2 separate regions of the Mus musculus genome follow, and region 1 is linked to region 2. Evidence: chromatin contacts called from public Hi-C data. All regions are on one chromosome and are shown on one strand. The core of a region is the stretch at or near the end of the contact, and the rest is flanking DNA. Distances in the headings are between cores, read along the strand shown.

Region 1 (3,662 bases), core at 555-3,054, 84 kb after region 2:
TGCTCAGGCACTGGCTTCCCCTCCAGCTCTCCCTCCTCCTCCTCTGACATCTCCTCCTCTTCTTCCTCCTCCTCTTCCTCTTCTTCTTCCTCTCTCTCCTTCTCTTCCTCCTTCCTTCTCTCTCTCCCCTTCATCAGATTGGATCTCTGGCCCTACTGTGTGAGATGATGCTGGCAGGTCTCTGAGCTCTCCCCCAACCCCACCTCTCACCCCTGTCCTTGGTTGCCAGGCTGCTCATGCAGACAGCATCAGGGAGAGTGGCTCTCATCTGTTGACTGAGTTAACCAGCGCTTGTGGTGCTGCCCTGAACCCCCCTACCTTTAGCTCATGGGGGTGCATCCAGCTGCCGTGTGACCTGCTCACACGGGACACAAATAAAGGTGAGATGGGGACTCCAGAAGGGTTGGCAGGAAAGGGCTTCAGAGGTGGCGGGATTGGTGTCAGGCCTGTGCCCAGCAAGGCATGTCTTACAGGTAAGCCAGCTGACATTGTGAGTACATTTGACCCCCAGACAGGTCCCCACCTCTCACCTTGGTGCCCAGGCTCCACCTGGTCCCACTGAGCTCCTGGGGGGCTGCTGGGGTCCCACTGATGGAGGAGGTCAACTTCCTCTTTGCCCTCTGCCCCATGGAAATCTGGGTTCTGGTAGCCAGGTAGTGCCATAGCAGACATGCACGCACACACACACACACACACACACACACACACACACACACCCCACCCCACCCCAGTGTCGAGGCCCAGTGTCGAGGCCCAGGGTAGAGGAGAGCAGGGTCGTCATACACGATCCCCTTGGTCCATCCCTGAGGCCAGGCAGCCACGCTTGAGACTCCATGGATGAGGCCTCCCTATGTGCCTCTGGTATTGCTTCATCATGCCCAGTTCAGAGTTTCTGCCTGTGAACATGCCCTCTGTTGTGGGGTCAGGAGGCCCCTGCAGACACCCTCTTCCTCCTTTCACCGAGTACAGCAGAGTTGCCCCCAGATCGGATTTAAGATGGGCATTGAAAAGGCAAAGCAGAGGCTTCAGGTTACTGTGTCTGCCCACACGTGTGAGGGCCTCAGTGTACACGTTAGCCCATGTCTGACCTGTCCCCCTGGGCTCCTGTGGTTAGGGCCCGCCTGGCCACCCCTGGGAAAAGACCCTGAGCCCAGCCTGGTGGCCAGGCTGCCCTGTTCAGTGGGTCTCTAGGCTGTTCCTCGTACAGTTTGCGTGGTTGGCCTGCTATTCCTGGGCACGGGGGTGGGCTGTAGGGTGAGGGAAAAGAGGGGGTGCTGGATCTAAAGATAGATAGGAGGCCTGAAGGTGAGGGGAGGCGCCGGAAGGAGGGTGAAAGAATGCTTAAAAATCGACCTGCCTTTGCTTTTCCTGAGCTCCTAGAGCACTGGGGTTGTCATGACAACCGAGATGCATCCTCTCTATCCTCCCCACCCCCACCCCACCCCCCTCCCCCAAACACACACACATAGAATCTGGATGGTGTGGGTGGAGCCTTTTCTCTGACTGGCCAAGAGCTCTCTGACGGGGCAGACTCAGCACTGGAGGGAGATGAGCCTCAGCCCGGCTTCCCCTCATAAACAACTGTTTCCCCACTTGTGATGTGGGGTGGCCTGAGGTTATGACAGTATTCTGAGCAGAACTCTGCCCACAGGGGAACCCAACTGCCATTCCTGCCAGGAAAACCGTACCCTTCTCTCGTTGGACTGCCTGGTTTTCTAAAATTGGCTTTCTAACCCCCACCTCCAGAGTCAGCCCTGGTGTTCCCCTCAGCGGTGGTGAGTTGGTGAGGTGGCGTTCCAGCTACCACAGAGGTGACCACAGGAGGAGGCACTAACACAGGGAAAAGAGAGGCCGTTGGGAACATGGCTTTCAGATGGTGGCATTTAGCTGATGCAGACCTCGGTGCTGCTCATTGACTGGCTCCGTTTGGGGAACAGGAAAGTGGGACTCTGCCTCACACCTCCGAGGTGAGCTCCAGGTGTGCAGTCAGGGGCTGATTCCTTACTACATGGAGCACGACTGTGCGCTCTCACAGACTCAACGCTTGGGAGGCTGAGGCAGGGCTGCAAAGTTTAGACCAGCAAGATCCTCTCCACAAAGCAAGATTCTGGTTCAAAAGTGCAAGGGCTAAGACACAGCTCTCCAGTGAGTGCGTGCTTACATGTGCAAAGCAACCTGAACCCTGCAAGACAGTCAGCTTACTACGCTGCACTAAGCCCTGGGTTCAGTCTCCAGCACTGTGTAAATCCGGGTGGAGGCATTGGAGGGATGGCTCCCTGTCACAGGGACCAGAGTTCAGATTCCAGCATCCATGTTGAGTGGCACGCAGACACTTGGAACTACAGCTCCAGGAGGTCTAGCATCCTCTTCTGGTCCCCATAGGCTCTTTCATGTATGTGCACATAGACACATAGACAAACACCCATTATTAACGATGATGCTAAGGACTGGAGGGATGGCTCAGTGGTTAAGAGCACTGACTGCTCGGATTCCGGAGGTCCTGAGTTCAAATCCCAGCAACCACCTGTAATGGGATCTGATGCCCTCTTCTGGTGTGTCTGAAGACAGCCACAGTGTACTTATAGACATAAAATACATTTTTAAAATTTTTAAAATGATCTGGTACCCAGGGTTGACTTTTAAAAAATGATTATTAATAATTATTATAATATTTATATAAAATATATTAGGTATAATAATTTTAAAATAATGGTTATTAATTATAGTAATATTTATGTAATATATTATGTATAATAATTGTTACTATTGTAACTACAGGCATGGTGACACATGACTGTCAGCCTAGCACTTAGGAGGAAGACTGACGATCATTTGTTCAGGTCATCCTCGGTTACATACTAAGCTGGAGGCCAGCCCAAGCTACACGAGACCCTGCCTCAAAAATAATAAAAAGGCAAAACAAAAAGAGAAATGCAATTAAAGCTACGTTGGGATGATACTGCCCTGCTTGCCAGCCTGGGAGAGATGGGTGAGCTCTCCCAACCCGCTGTGCAGGAGAGCCGTGGACAGGTCTCCCAGGAGAGCTCTCATCATGTCCAGTACGGCACAGGTCTTAGCTAGGAGGTCACATTTCTAGAAATGGATCCCCAAAACAGATTTGAAATGCAAAAGTCAAATGTGATCAGCAGATCACCGTTGGGCAGGAAATGACACGTGGCCACATTCCGCTCGAGGTACTCAGTGAGCAGAACCAGGAAGTTCTGCCAGTCCACGAACGTGACACAGATTCCAAAGTGTGGTGTTAAGTTTAAGGGGAAAAGCCGGGAGTGGTGGTGCACGCCTTTAATCCCAGCACTTGGGAGGCAGAGGCAGACAGATTTCTGAGTTCGAGGCCAACCTGGTCTACAAAGTGAGTTCCAGGACAGCCAGGGCTACACAGAGAAACCCTGTGTCAAAAAACAAAACCAAAAAAAAAAGTTTAAGGGGAAAAAAGCCAGAAGTGAGGTGGACCATGTGATGTGGCTTCTAGATTAGTGTCCCATGTCTGATGTGTGGGAACTGTAGCGCTCTGGCTAGCTGTGATACTGTGATGAAAATGCCCTAGATTTCAGACTTTATTGGGTTTTAGTGTATTTGCACATCCACAGTGAGGTTTCTTGGAGCTGTTCAGGAGGCTGAGGCAGGAGGATTGTGAATTCCAC
Region 2 (3,454 bases), core at 178-2,677:
CTCTGGGATCCGCCAGCCATGTACACTCCCACCCACATCAAGGTCATCTCTGCCTTCTGGGTCTTCAGACTGCTTGGGCTAACAAGGGCGCTGTCACCAAGCTCACAACCAAGTGACAGCAGCAGTGTCAGAATCCCTTCTCAAGACAGACACACACACATACACAGACACACACACACACACACACACAGACACACACACACACACACAGACACACACACACACACAAACACAAAGCCTTGAGAGGATGGAGACTTCCTCAGCGATCAGTTATGAGTCGCTTATGACACTTGACATTTGACCTTCTCAGAGGTCAGGGCTCATGTAGCTACACTCAGCTGTCAAAGCAGAGACCAAGCTGTAAAGACCAGCAGTGATTGGCCTCCCCTAAGTATCTGAGGAAAACACAGGGCTTGCCTTTGTGTGTGTGTGTGTGTGTGTGTGTGTGTGTGTGTGTGCTTTGTCTGAATGTACATCTGTGTGCCACACTCATGCCTGGTGCCCACAGAGCCCAAAAGAGGTCATTGGATCCCCTGGAATTGGAGTTACTGATATTTGTGAATTACCATGTGGGTGCTGCAAATTGAGCCCAGGTCATTTGGAAGAACAGTTAGTGCTCTTAACCACTGAGCCGCCTCTCTAATCTCTTGCCTTTTTTATTTATTTATTTATTTATTTATTTATTTATTTATTAGATGGGGTCAAACTGTCTATTAGAGGATGACCTTCAACTTGTGGCCTTCCCCCCCTCCCCGCCCCCCGCCCCCGCAGTGCTAGGATGCAGGGTGTGCCACCACATCCCACATCCGTATGGTGCTGGGGATGGAACACAGGACGTTGTGCATGTTGAGCAAGTTCTCTACCCAGAGACCTTTTTTCCATCTTTTCTCTGAGCTGCTTCCTCCCTGCGCGCTCAGAACCCAGGCACGGAGCGGCTCTGCCCACCTCTCAGGGGCACGGGATGGGCTCTGCCCACCTCTCAGATCCCGAGCACTAGACTGCTCTGCCCATCTCTCTCTCGAACTGATTCTGCAGTTGCCCTATGACATCTGGAGCTTGTGCTGAGCCACAGAAAGGTCCTCCTTAGGAGGCCTGTAGAATACCTGGTCAGCATTTTATTCAGCCTCCAGGTTGAGCTGGTGCACCCTCACAGCGCTCCAGGCGGCCTCTTCTGATCTGCCAGCTGCATCCCTGAAAGCCAACTCTAGCTGCTTCAGGATAAAAAGGCCCAGCCGGCCAGGGCAGAGCCTGAGCCAATCTCCCAGGCTAGGATCTCATTTCCCCTTCCCTGTTGTGGCATTAGAACCTGCCAGCAGAGCCCACCTCACCCTGACCGATCTAGAAATTATTTTTAGAACCGAACTCCACAGAAACCATTGTCTGCTGTTGCCATGGCAACAGGGCTATGAGGAGCCCCAGGCTCCCAGGGACTGGTGGAGGCCTTGATGATGGTAGATTTCTACCCAGGAGGCCTGGGCTCATAGTTACCATCAGAGAGACCTGGGGTGGAACCCCTCCACCCCCACCTTCCAGCATTAAGGACCTGTTAGCTGCTGGACTTTGTTTAAATCTATTCATGAAGCTGTCTAGAACTGAATTAGGCTAATTTAGCACAGGAAACACAAGGGGCTAATTCAGCCAGGCGCGGTGGCTCACGCCTGTAATCAGAAGGCAGAAGCAGGTAGATCTCTGTCAGTCTAGCCCAGCCTACATAGTGAGTTTCAGGCCAGCAAGGGCTACACAGTGAGGCCCTGTCTGGGGGGGGAGGGGCTGGGGAGGGGGGAGGGAAGAGGCAAATTCACAGTCATCGTGTCTTGATGGGGACAGTGAAGCACTATCATGTCAGCAAAGCCCCATGCAGCTGCAACTGCTGCTCAAACAGGAAGGACAGGAGATCATGCAAACCCGGATGAGACCAGTATGTTGGACCAAGATGGCTGCTAACTGCTCTCTGCTTCATTAAAGAGCCTCCCCATCTCCCTCCGCATGATCTGCCTCACCCACTAACCTTCTCCCATCCCCCATTTGAGGACAGAAAAGACAGTAACCCCTCCCCCAGCTTAAGTCATGGAAAACCTCCCCTCTGCTAAAGCTGTCAGAGGTCCCAGCAAGGCGACTTCCCCAGAAGTCGCTTCTCAGTTCTTCAGAGTGTGTGTCTCTGATGGCAAGGAAACCTGCCTACAGGAGGCAGAGGTCTCAGGCAGGCTGCTCACCTCTAAGACCCGCCCCACCCCCCAGCAGTCACCACAAGAGCAGGACCTGCTGCCTGACTGGAGAACCCAGATCTGCCTCCTCACCCCACAAGATTCCTTAGACAACCGGCCAGGAAGCTGGGGGTTAATTTTCAGATTCAATCCAGTTTGTGCGAACCAGTGACCCAGCCTCAGAAAAGAAGACAGGCGGTCGCCCCCCACAATCATATCACACCCTGCTAACAAGAGTGGCTAGAAGCAGAAGACTCACGAATGTCATGTTAGAAGGCAGGGATCCTCTCAGTGAAGGGAAACCCACAGCCTCTGGCATCTGCATGCCCTCTGTGCTTGTGAGTAGATGGGTGTGTAAGGGAGAAAGCCACAGGACATTTGCTCATGCGCTAGGAGCTGGGGGGGGGGGTAGGTGTGCTGCTAATGTACCCACAAATGCAACCACCCAGAGCAACACACAACCATCACCTCAGTGCCTCTTAGGGTCCAGCTCAGCTTGTACAGGGTCTGCTGTTCATGGAGACTTGGCTGTCAGAGCATCTGCTTTCCAGTTTACCAGGGCTGCCGGCAGAGCTCACTTCCTGCAGCTGCAGGCTGGCGAGCCTGGTTCTGTGGCTGGCTGTCACCTAAGGCTTCTCAGGTCCCTCACCTTCCCTGCTTTAGCTGCCCCTAAAGGCTTCCACCGCTGGGAAGACCCCAGGCTAAAACCACAGACAGTGACAGGTCTCAAGCCTGCTGCCTCATCAGGACAGTGGGACTCACTGTGTGCAGGTCAGCCCAGCGTAAGGCTGCCGTAGTCACTATTGTACCAACACTCTGAAGGCATGACCTGCAGGAGGTTTTCAGGTCCCGCTGTGTTACCCTGAATAATCCTGCCAGTATCTCTGGGCCTCAAGGTCCTTCTCTGGACAGCCAAGGAGTACAGAACCAGTGAGCCTTCACAAGCCCAGTTCTGCACACAGCTAATGTTTTCTCTAAGTTCAAAGACACCATTATCTCTGGCTTCATATAATGGGCACTAGAAGGATTTTTTAGCTCCGACCAAACTGAGAAAACTGGTAATGGCTGACAGCTACCTCAGACCCAGGGTTTCCAGGCATCCTGTGTTCTGCAAGAGGCTCAGAGGCCGAAAGTCTTGCCCCAGCCATTCAACCAGAGCCATGAGGCCCAGAGCCCTGTTGGGGTCAGCTTCAACTGTATACCCTTCCTGCAGCAGGCACTGTCTTGCAGGCAGCCAGCTGTGCTCTATT

The links. Hi-C and Micro-C count contacts between places; a contact is called where the count stands out from the background.
Region 1: a Hi-C map of cerebral cortex shows a contact between it and region 2, with 3 times the contacts expected there. The contact joins two enhancer-like sites. A contact is called at or near these places in 4 of 484 Hi-C or Micro-C datasets (cerebral cortex, palatal mesenchyme, peritoneal macrophages and 1 more), 1 of 115 datasets of contacts at active chromatin or transcription factors (embryonic stem cells) and 1 of 9 other capture datasets (embryonic stem cells).

Annotation. Positions count from the first base shown.
Region 1 is chr8:121,770,162-121,773,823 of GRCm38.p6, forward strand. The region is part of intron 2 of Jph3 (junctophilin 3); the gene reads left to right. Among named protein-coding and RNA genes, the nearest start is that of Jph3, 41 kb to the left of the region's middle. Within about 2 kb of position 1,805, at least 36 of the 459 cell types and tissues checked have an H3K27ac peak or open chromatin away from gene starts, as enhancers often do. A contact at or near this core is called in cerebral cortex, where this site is marked.
Region 2 is chr8:121,686,649-121,690,102 of GRCm38.p6, forward strand. No RefSeq gene overlaps it. Among named protein-coding and RNA genes, the nearest start is that of Zcchc14, 36 kb to the left of the region's middle. Within about 2 kb of position 1,428, at least 66 of the 459 cell types and tissues checked have an H3K27ac peak or open chromatin away from gene starts, as enhancers often do. A contact at or near this core is called in cerebral cortex, where this site is marked.